Regions from separate parts of the Mus musculus genome. Here region 1 is linked to region 2. Evidence: chromatin contacts called from public HiChIP or PLAC-seq data. All regions are on one chromosome and are shown on one strand. The core of a region is the stretch at or near the end of the contact, and the rest is flanking DNA. Distances in the headings are between cores, read along the strand shown. Region 1 has its middle 29 kb from the start of Tulp1. Region 2 holds the start of Rpl10a (ribosomal protein L10A).

Region 1 (3,608 bases), core at 524-3,023, 66 kb before region 2:
TCAAGTGAGCTCAAACTAGCCATCTTGCTCGGAGGTCCCCTGTCCCCACCTCACAAGCACTGGGGTCACAAGGTGGGCACCCTTGCACTTTCTTCAGTATTTTCGTTTTTAGTTCCAATTGGACATGAGTAGCCTCTCTGTTTTCTTCAATGCAAATACTGCTGCCTGGTGTAAAAGGCACTTCCTGTGCCCTTGGAGGCACAGCTTTCTTCCCTGAAATCCCAGACGCTGCCAGAGACAGACAGACAGAGAGAACGCTCGCACACATGATCACACATGCACACGAGTGAGTGCAGGTGTCCCCAGGGGCCAACAGAGAGCATGCGATTCCCCGGGGTTACAGGCAGTTGTGAGCTGCCATGTGTGCTTGCTTGGGAAATGAATGTGGATCCTTTGAAAGAGTAATACCAGCTCTCCATTGCTGAACCATTTTCCTGTGGGGCCGTGGTCCGCGAGAGGAAGTCTGGTAAGGTCGAGCTGGGCTTGAAGCTCCAGGGACCCAGAAGGGACAGTAGGAGCTTCACCTGCTCCCAACATCAGGCCCCTGTCACTGTCACAGCCACCCATAGAGAGAATTGTGGCCATCAGTCACATAGGCGCAGCACCCCCAAACCCCTCCACATGTAGATGAGGCATCCCTAACATCTCAGACCAAGCCAATAGGAAGCACCTGCTGTCAGACCCCACCCCACCCCAAAACGGTGCATAATATCCTATCCAGAGGAATAAAGGTGTGTGTGAGAGTTACTCCATCATCTGGGAGCATCTGTCTTAGAAGAGCTGCTGTTACACTGCCTGGGAAGAACAGCAGCAGCCAAGGCAGCAGCAGCAGCAGCAGCAGCGCATCGGTGGTGGCTGCGGGCCAGAGGTCTCTGCAGATAGACTTAGGTACGCAGACCAGCAGTTCCCTAGCCCCAAGATCTTGTCTCTTTTTAATACAGACTTATCGGCCCTAACTTCCCTTCTGGCTTGCCACAGCACATATGCATTGGTATGGCGATTTTTGTTTTGCCTGCACGTGTTGATGTATTTAAAAAAAGATAGAGAGAGAGGGGAATATGGTCTATGGAGATGTGATGAGGTATAGGGGAGGGGGGTGCCTCCTCCAGCCCATGTCAAGGCATCCCTTCCAACTGAGTGACCAGCCACATGATGGTATAGTATAGAATAGAGTTTATTCAGGGCATGGGGAGGGGAGTTAAAAGGGTAGTAGAGGCAGAGAAAGGCAGAGAGAGGGAGAAGAGTAATAGGGAGAAGTAGAATAGAGGCCGGCCATGAACACATGGACAAATGGGGAAGGGACTAGGGAAGGGAGGGGAGGAGGGAAACGCCTACGAGGGCAAGAGAGAAACAAGAGAACAAGGAGGGGGCAAGCAGCTCCTTTTATAGTGAGCCAGCCCTACCTGGCTATTGCCAGGTAACTGTGGGGTGGAGTTTAGACAGAATGCTAACACGTACGCCTGTGCACCACGTCTGTGGACCACATGTGTACCCAGTGCCTGTGGAGGGCAGAAGGGAGTCAGATGCCCCAGAGCTGGAGTCACAGGCAGTTGTGAAATGCCACATGGGTGCCAGGAATTGAACCCGCGTCCTTTGCGAGAGCAGCTGGTGCTTGTAAGCAATGAGCGGGGTCTCCAGGCTGCATTTTTTGTCTTGATTCATCCCAAGGTATTTTCTAATTTCCTTCATAATTTTTTCTTTGACCCTCAGCTTGCTAAAGAGTCGGCTTCCTTCCCACATATTTGTATCCTTTTCCAACTGCCTGCCTCCCTTCTGTTATTAATCTGATTTCATTCCACTGTGGTGAGAGTGCACACCATGTACATTCTTTGTTTGACTTACGTTATTTTAAATATATTGAGACTTTTTGCGGCCACATATGGTCACCCCCACCCTCCCCCCGGAGAATCCGTCCTGCTTTTAAGAAGATCTCATACATGTTTTTGCTTGGCATTTTAAAAAGCTTTTAGTTTCACATTTTATATTGCTTGCGGATATACATGTGTGGGTGTGCCTGTCAGCAGACATGTGTAGGTCAGAGGACAACTTGGGGAATCCACCCCCTGGCCCAGGGTGGCATTAATCGCGTGTGAGGTCGGCTGGGTTTCCAGTGCATGTGGCTCGGGCTTGTCTGGTTCCTTTGTGGACGTATGGTATTTGCAGCCTCTGTCCTGACTGATGAACTAGCTTGCATTTGCCTTTGCATTCTCCAGCTTGGCTTCCTATATTTTGGGGCTTGGTGTGCACACGTGTTTCTAATAATATCTTTCTCATGGGTTAACCCATTTCTTTTTCTTTTCTTTTTTTTTTAAAGATGTATTTATTATTATACATAAGTACACTGTAGCTGTCTTCAGACACACCAGAAGAGGGTGTCAGATCTTGTTATGGATGGTTGTGAGCCACCCTGTGGTTGCTGGGATTTGAACTCAGGACCTTCGTAAGAGCGATCAGTGCTCTTACCCGCTGAGCCTTTTCATGGTGAGATCTTGGGTTCATCCTTCAAGAGTGCTTGCTGCTCTTCCAGCAGACCCATGTTCAGGTCCCAGCATGCCACATCCACACCTTACGCTGCCATCTGAACTGCTCCCCGACTCCAGTTTGCACGTGTTCTGTCTCACTGCTCTGCCCTGTTTGTCATTCTTGGCCACCGCCTTAGTTTGTGTTACATAAATATTTTCCAGTGTGTCATTCCAATTTCCTTATCTTTTAACATCTTAAATTTTTTTTAAAGATTTATTTATCTTATATATGTAAGTACACTGTAGCTGTCTTCAGACACACCAGAAGAGAGCATCAGATCCCATTACAGATGGCTGTGAGCCACCATGTGATTGCTGGGAATTGAACTCAGGGCCTCTGAAAAAGCGGCCAGTGCTCCTAACTGCTGAGCCATCTCTCCAACCCTTAACATCATAATTTAATAGGATATAATTTGAGCCCATACCGATGTAATTTCAATAGCCAAGCATGGGGGGCAATGATGGTGCACGCTCTTAATCCCACTGCAGAGTCAGAAGTAGGCAGATCTCTGAATTCCAGGCCAGGTCTGTGTAGTGAGTTCCAGGACAGTTGGGGCTACACAGAGAAACCCTGTCTGGAAGAAAACAAACCAAACAAACAATCACACACACACACACACACACAAATTGTTAGCCAAACATAGTAGCAAGTTCCAGTCCTTCAGATAAGAAAGCAGGAGGGTTAGAATTTCAAGACCAACCTGGGCTGCATGAAACCCTATCTTAGAAAAAAATAAATCTATTTCTCTATCACTCCTTTCTCCCTATCGCCCCCTCTGACACCGTGAGCCGGCCAGAGCATAGTTTTTCCTTTGTTTGTTTGGGTACATATGCTGCTAGCTCCTAGCTAATGAGCCATCTCTCTATTCCTCTCTCTGTCTGTACACCTGGATTTGAATTTCTGTCTTTGGTGTTCCTGCCCCCCTTCTACCCTTCCCCCCAGCTATGGGGTTTGGGTTGGGGGGGTGTTTTTTATTTTATTTTTTAAGGTTTATTTAATATGAATACACTGTAGCTGTCTTCAGACACACCAGAAGAGGGCGTCAGATCTCATTACAGGTGGTTGTGAGTCACCAAATGCTTGCT
Region 2 (3,855 bases), core at 1,243-3,742:
TGTACAGAGCCCGCACGTTTTGCCAGTTTTTCTTAAGCAAGGACACCAAGAAATTGACAGCCAGATGAATGTTGTAGACTAGCTCATCATCGGTCATCTTCACGTGGCCAACAGCGACGGCCAAACACAGCACCTGCATGGACAGAAAAGGTCACCAGGCTAAGCTAGCATGTACCCTTTCCCCCAGTGAAAAGGCTTAACCCAGGGCTAAGGCACCCAGACCTAGCTCTTTCTGGTTTCCCCACCACACACCGCCCAGACTGACCTTCTTCATCTGGAACTTGATTGTCGATTTCACCTCATCCACTTTGGCCACCATGTTTTCATTGTGTGTCAGCAGGGAGGGGAACTTGCCAGCCTTGTTTAGGCCTGGGCCCAGGATACGTGGGATCTGCTTAATCAGAGACTCAGAGGCCAAAAAGGCATCGTACTTCTTAGCTAGAAGACACAGACACTCAGGATTGAGCCAAAAAAAAAAAAAAAAACCAAAAAAACCAAAAAAACCAACCAAACAAACAAAAACCACCAAAAAAAAAAAAAAACAAAACAAAACATTTTAAACAACCAACCCATCCTTTACAACGAGAAGGCCAAGTTGCCTCCTCAGACCCATGACTGCTGAGTAGCTCCACCCTCAAGTCCTCACAGAGGTCTTAGACCAGGATGTCCCACAATCCCTGGTGTGCTGCATAGAACTGAGGGGCTGTGATGGCCCCCACCCCTTGGATTCACTGTAAGCCTGCATTTAAATTGCCTCAAACTATGGACTGGAGAGATGGCTCAGCAGTTAAGAGTGCTGCCTTCCAGAGGTCCTGAGTTCAATTTCCAGCAGCCACATGGTGGCTCACAGCCACCTGTAATGGGATCTGAGGCTCTCATCAGCCTGCTCATATACATAAAATAAAATCTTAAGAAAAAAGCTGTCTCATTATCTGTCAAAGGTGGACCAAGGCCAGCTATCTGAGAAGCCTCAAGCAGGCCTGGGAACCATAATGTCACCTGAGAACACAGCTCAGTGACAGGGCACAGTCCTGAGCACTTCTAGAGGATAACCTTAGACCCCAGGCTGGCAACATCAGTAAGACTCAGTATTACTCCAAATCTTAAGACAGATGGAGAAACCTTCTATCTATAAAAGCAGGCATGACAACTGCCTAGCTCACAGTGGATAACTATTCCCAAAATGTATGCGGAGACAGGGGCTACCATGGAGGCTAACACGTGGGAGACACTTGTGACCCCTCCCTCGATAGGTTGTTAACTGAAAAGACTTGAAACCCAAACCAATAGCTGGCTATGAGTCAACTGCACACACTGGCGAGAGGGGAGTATCAGACCAGCCTGTGGGGCATTTTCTAACTGGTTGTGAAGCCCAATGTGTGCTGCCACTCCTGGGCAGGGGGTCATGGGTTGTGTTCAGCCCTAGTGAGCCCCACCTACCCAGCTTCTTGACCAACTTCTTGTTTTTGTTAAGCTTCTTGAGCGCCTCGATGTCCATGTGGGGGATATCCACGGCCTTGGCTTCATCACAGTGCTGCTGGTCCCCCAGAACGCACACCGAGAACTTGGGGCGTGGGGTGGACTTGAGCCTGCGTTTGGGAGGGGAGAAAACAGAACAGGTCATGGTCGGCGCTGGCCATCCCGCTAGATCTGAACGCATGGCAGGGAGCGGCAAGCCTTACCCGGAGCTCTGGGCAACACTAGCCTGGCTTCTCAGGCTAGGCGGCGGGCTCGGCCGAGGCCTCCCCACGCCTCCCCTCTTGTTTTAAGACCCAGGGTGGGGGTCCGTCCAGCCTGCCTGCCTGCAGCAGGGCTCCTGAACTACCCTGGCACGTCAGTGTCCCCGTGCCCGCCTAGGGCGCGGCCAGGCCACACGGGAACACTGAGGGCTGGGTGGGGTTAGAGCGGTGCCAACCTGACGGTGCCCGAGAAACGTTTGTCCTTCTGAGGGTCGTAGTTCTTCAGGCTGATCTGCAGCTCCACCGTCTCCAGAAACCTGAGCGAGAGGGGAGCTGTGAGCCAGGGTCGCCATGGCCGGGGATGCTCGCCCTGCCCCGGGAGGGAGGCCCGCGCTCACTTGCGGCGCTTGCGCTGGTTCCCGTGCAGGACTTCCCGCACCGCCTCGTACAGGGTGTCGCGTGAGACTTTGCTGCTGTTGGGGAGAAGCGAAGGCGTTCGGGGCCGGCCATGCTGCACCCCGGGCCCGATGACAGGCCCACGGCACGCTGGGGAAAGGCTCGCGACGCGGGGCAGTCGCCGGGAGAGCCTCCGAGACGGGCCGCGGGGCGTCCGCGGGCGTGTGGGTGCACGGATGGCGGCGGATAGCGCCACGATAACAACTTACCTCATGGCTGCGGCTGCCGCGGAAACCGGAAAGAAGGCAGAGCGCTTTGCGCATGCGCTCAAATAGAGCCCGCGTTCTCGCGAGAGTTGCCCGTTACGGGCACGTTCCGCGCTCAGCCAAGCCGGAGAGGCGCTGCAGTTTGCGGCCGCTGGGGGGGCGCCACCACGCGGCTGCACCGTGAGAACCGCTCTAGGAGCAGCAGGCAGTCCTGCATTGGGACAAGGGCTGAAGCCGGGCCCTGGGATTGGATTTCTCCCTGCTTTCTATCTTCTGCCTGCCCCATGACTTCCAGTCCCCGGCAGAACCGGTCTCCGTCATCGCCTAATTTGGTGATGAGCCCCGCAGAGCCACTGGGCAGCCGCCCCCTCTAGCCGTGCATTGTGCAATGGTCCGGCCACCGCATGTGGGCAGAGGCATGGATGACAGGAATAGCTTGAGGAAATGACCCTTGCTGAGATCTGCAGAACGGGAAAGCGCCTTGTGACTAGATTAGGATCAGATGTGCCTGGCTTAAGCCTAAGCCTCCACCTGGGAGGAGGCGCCCACCAGTCTATCCTGGCCATCTGTATAAACCGCCCCTGATTCAGCCTCCGGGCAAGGTGGACTTTGGACAAATGCCCCTGTCCTGTCTCAATTAGTTGGCATTTCAAACAAAGTCGTTCTTGTTACTTGACCCCGGTCTTCGCAGTTAATAGAGAGGCGCCGGGTCAAGGAGCGTTTGCAGGGAGCCTCCAGATCTGGAGTGACTCATTTGGAGGCATGTCACCCTCTCTGGGAACAAATCACAGATGTAGCCAGCACCCACCATTTCCAGGGAGCAGACCTACGAATAGCTCATCTCGCCTGAGCACACACACAGCAAACAGCAGGCAGGATGAAGCAGGTTCCCACAGGGTCAGAGCAGAGCAGGCAGGTTGAAGCTGCAAGTGCCATCCACACTCTAAAGGCCATCAACATGGTGAGCGGCTGACGTCTGTCTCTTAGACATTGTTCCCCTTGCTTCTGTAGTCAGATTCAGCTTGTTCTCAAAAGCCAGACCTTCTCACTGGACTGACCTCCTTGCCTCCCTGGAACAGGGACTCAGAAGCACCCAGAAACCTCAGTTCCCCACCCACTGCAGGGCTAAGGTAGGAGGATGCTGTCATGAACTTTCTCAGGCTAATTCAGTCACATCAGTTTGGCAAATTTTTGTTTCTTGGCATAGCCCCGACTCTCTTGGAATTCGCTCTGTAAACCAGGCTGGCCTTGAAATTAGAGATCTGCCTGCCTCGATCTCCTGAGTTCCAGGATTAAAGGTGTGTGCCACCGTGCCCAGCTGTGTGCTAAATATTTTTTGAGTGAGGTGCTGTGGAAATACAGATGTCACACAGGTCTGCAGCAGGCACCCTGTGTCTTTTCAGCCCATGGTGGGTTAGACATCCCTCAGATCCCAGTCCAAACCTTTGCTGCAGCTGAAGACAGAGTTCAGAGTTCTAGCAGGCCTAAGACTCCGGCTCAGCATGAAAACAAAA

What was found. HiChIP or PLAC-seq counts read pairs in DNA pulled down with a chosen protein or histone mark.
Region 1: an H3K4me3 HiChIP or PLAC-seq map of embryonic stem cells shows a contact between it and region 2, with 20 read pairs. The contact joins the enhancer-like site here to the promoter of Rpl10a in region 2. A contact is called at or near these places in 4 of 39 promoter capture datasets (the 3T3-L1 cell line, embryonic stem cells, stem cell-derived epiblast-like cells and 1 more), 5 of 115 datasets of contacts at active chromatin or transcription factors (the 230-238 cell line, the SCID.adh cell line and embryonic stem cells) and 3 of 9 other capture datasets (adipose tissue, liver and pancreatic islet).

What each region holds. Positions count from the first base shown.
Region 1 is chr17:28,392,531-28,396,138 of GRCm38.p6, reverse strand. No RefSeq gene overlaps it. Among named protein-coding and RNA genes, the nearest start is that of Tulp1, 29 kb to the right of the region's middle. Within about 2 kb of position 1,773, at least 20 of the 459 cell types and tissues checked have an H3K27ac peak or open chromatin away from gene starts, as enhancers often do.
Region 2 is chr17:28,327,108-28,330,962 of GRCm38.p6, reverse strand. It overlaps Rpl10a (ribosomal protein L10A), which reads right to left and starts at 2,492. Exons shown (of 6, transcript NM_011287.2): 1 at 2,345-2,492; 2 at 2,078-2,152; 3 at 1,916-1,996; 4 at 1,441-1,589; 5 at 266-438; 6 at 1-133. The coding sequence starts at 2,349.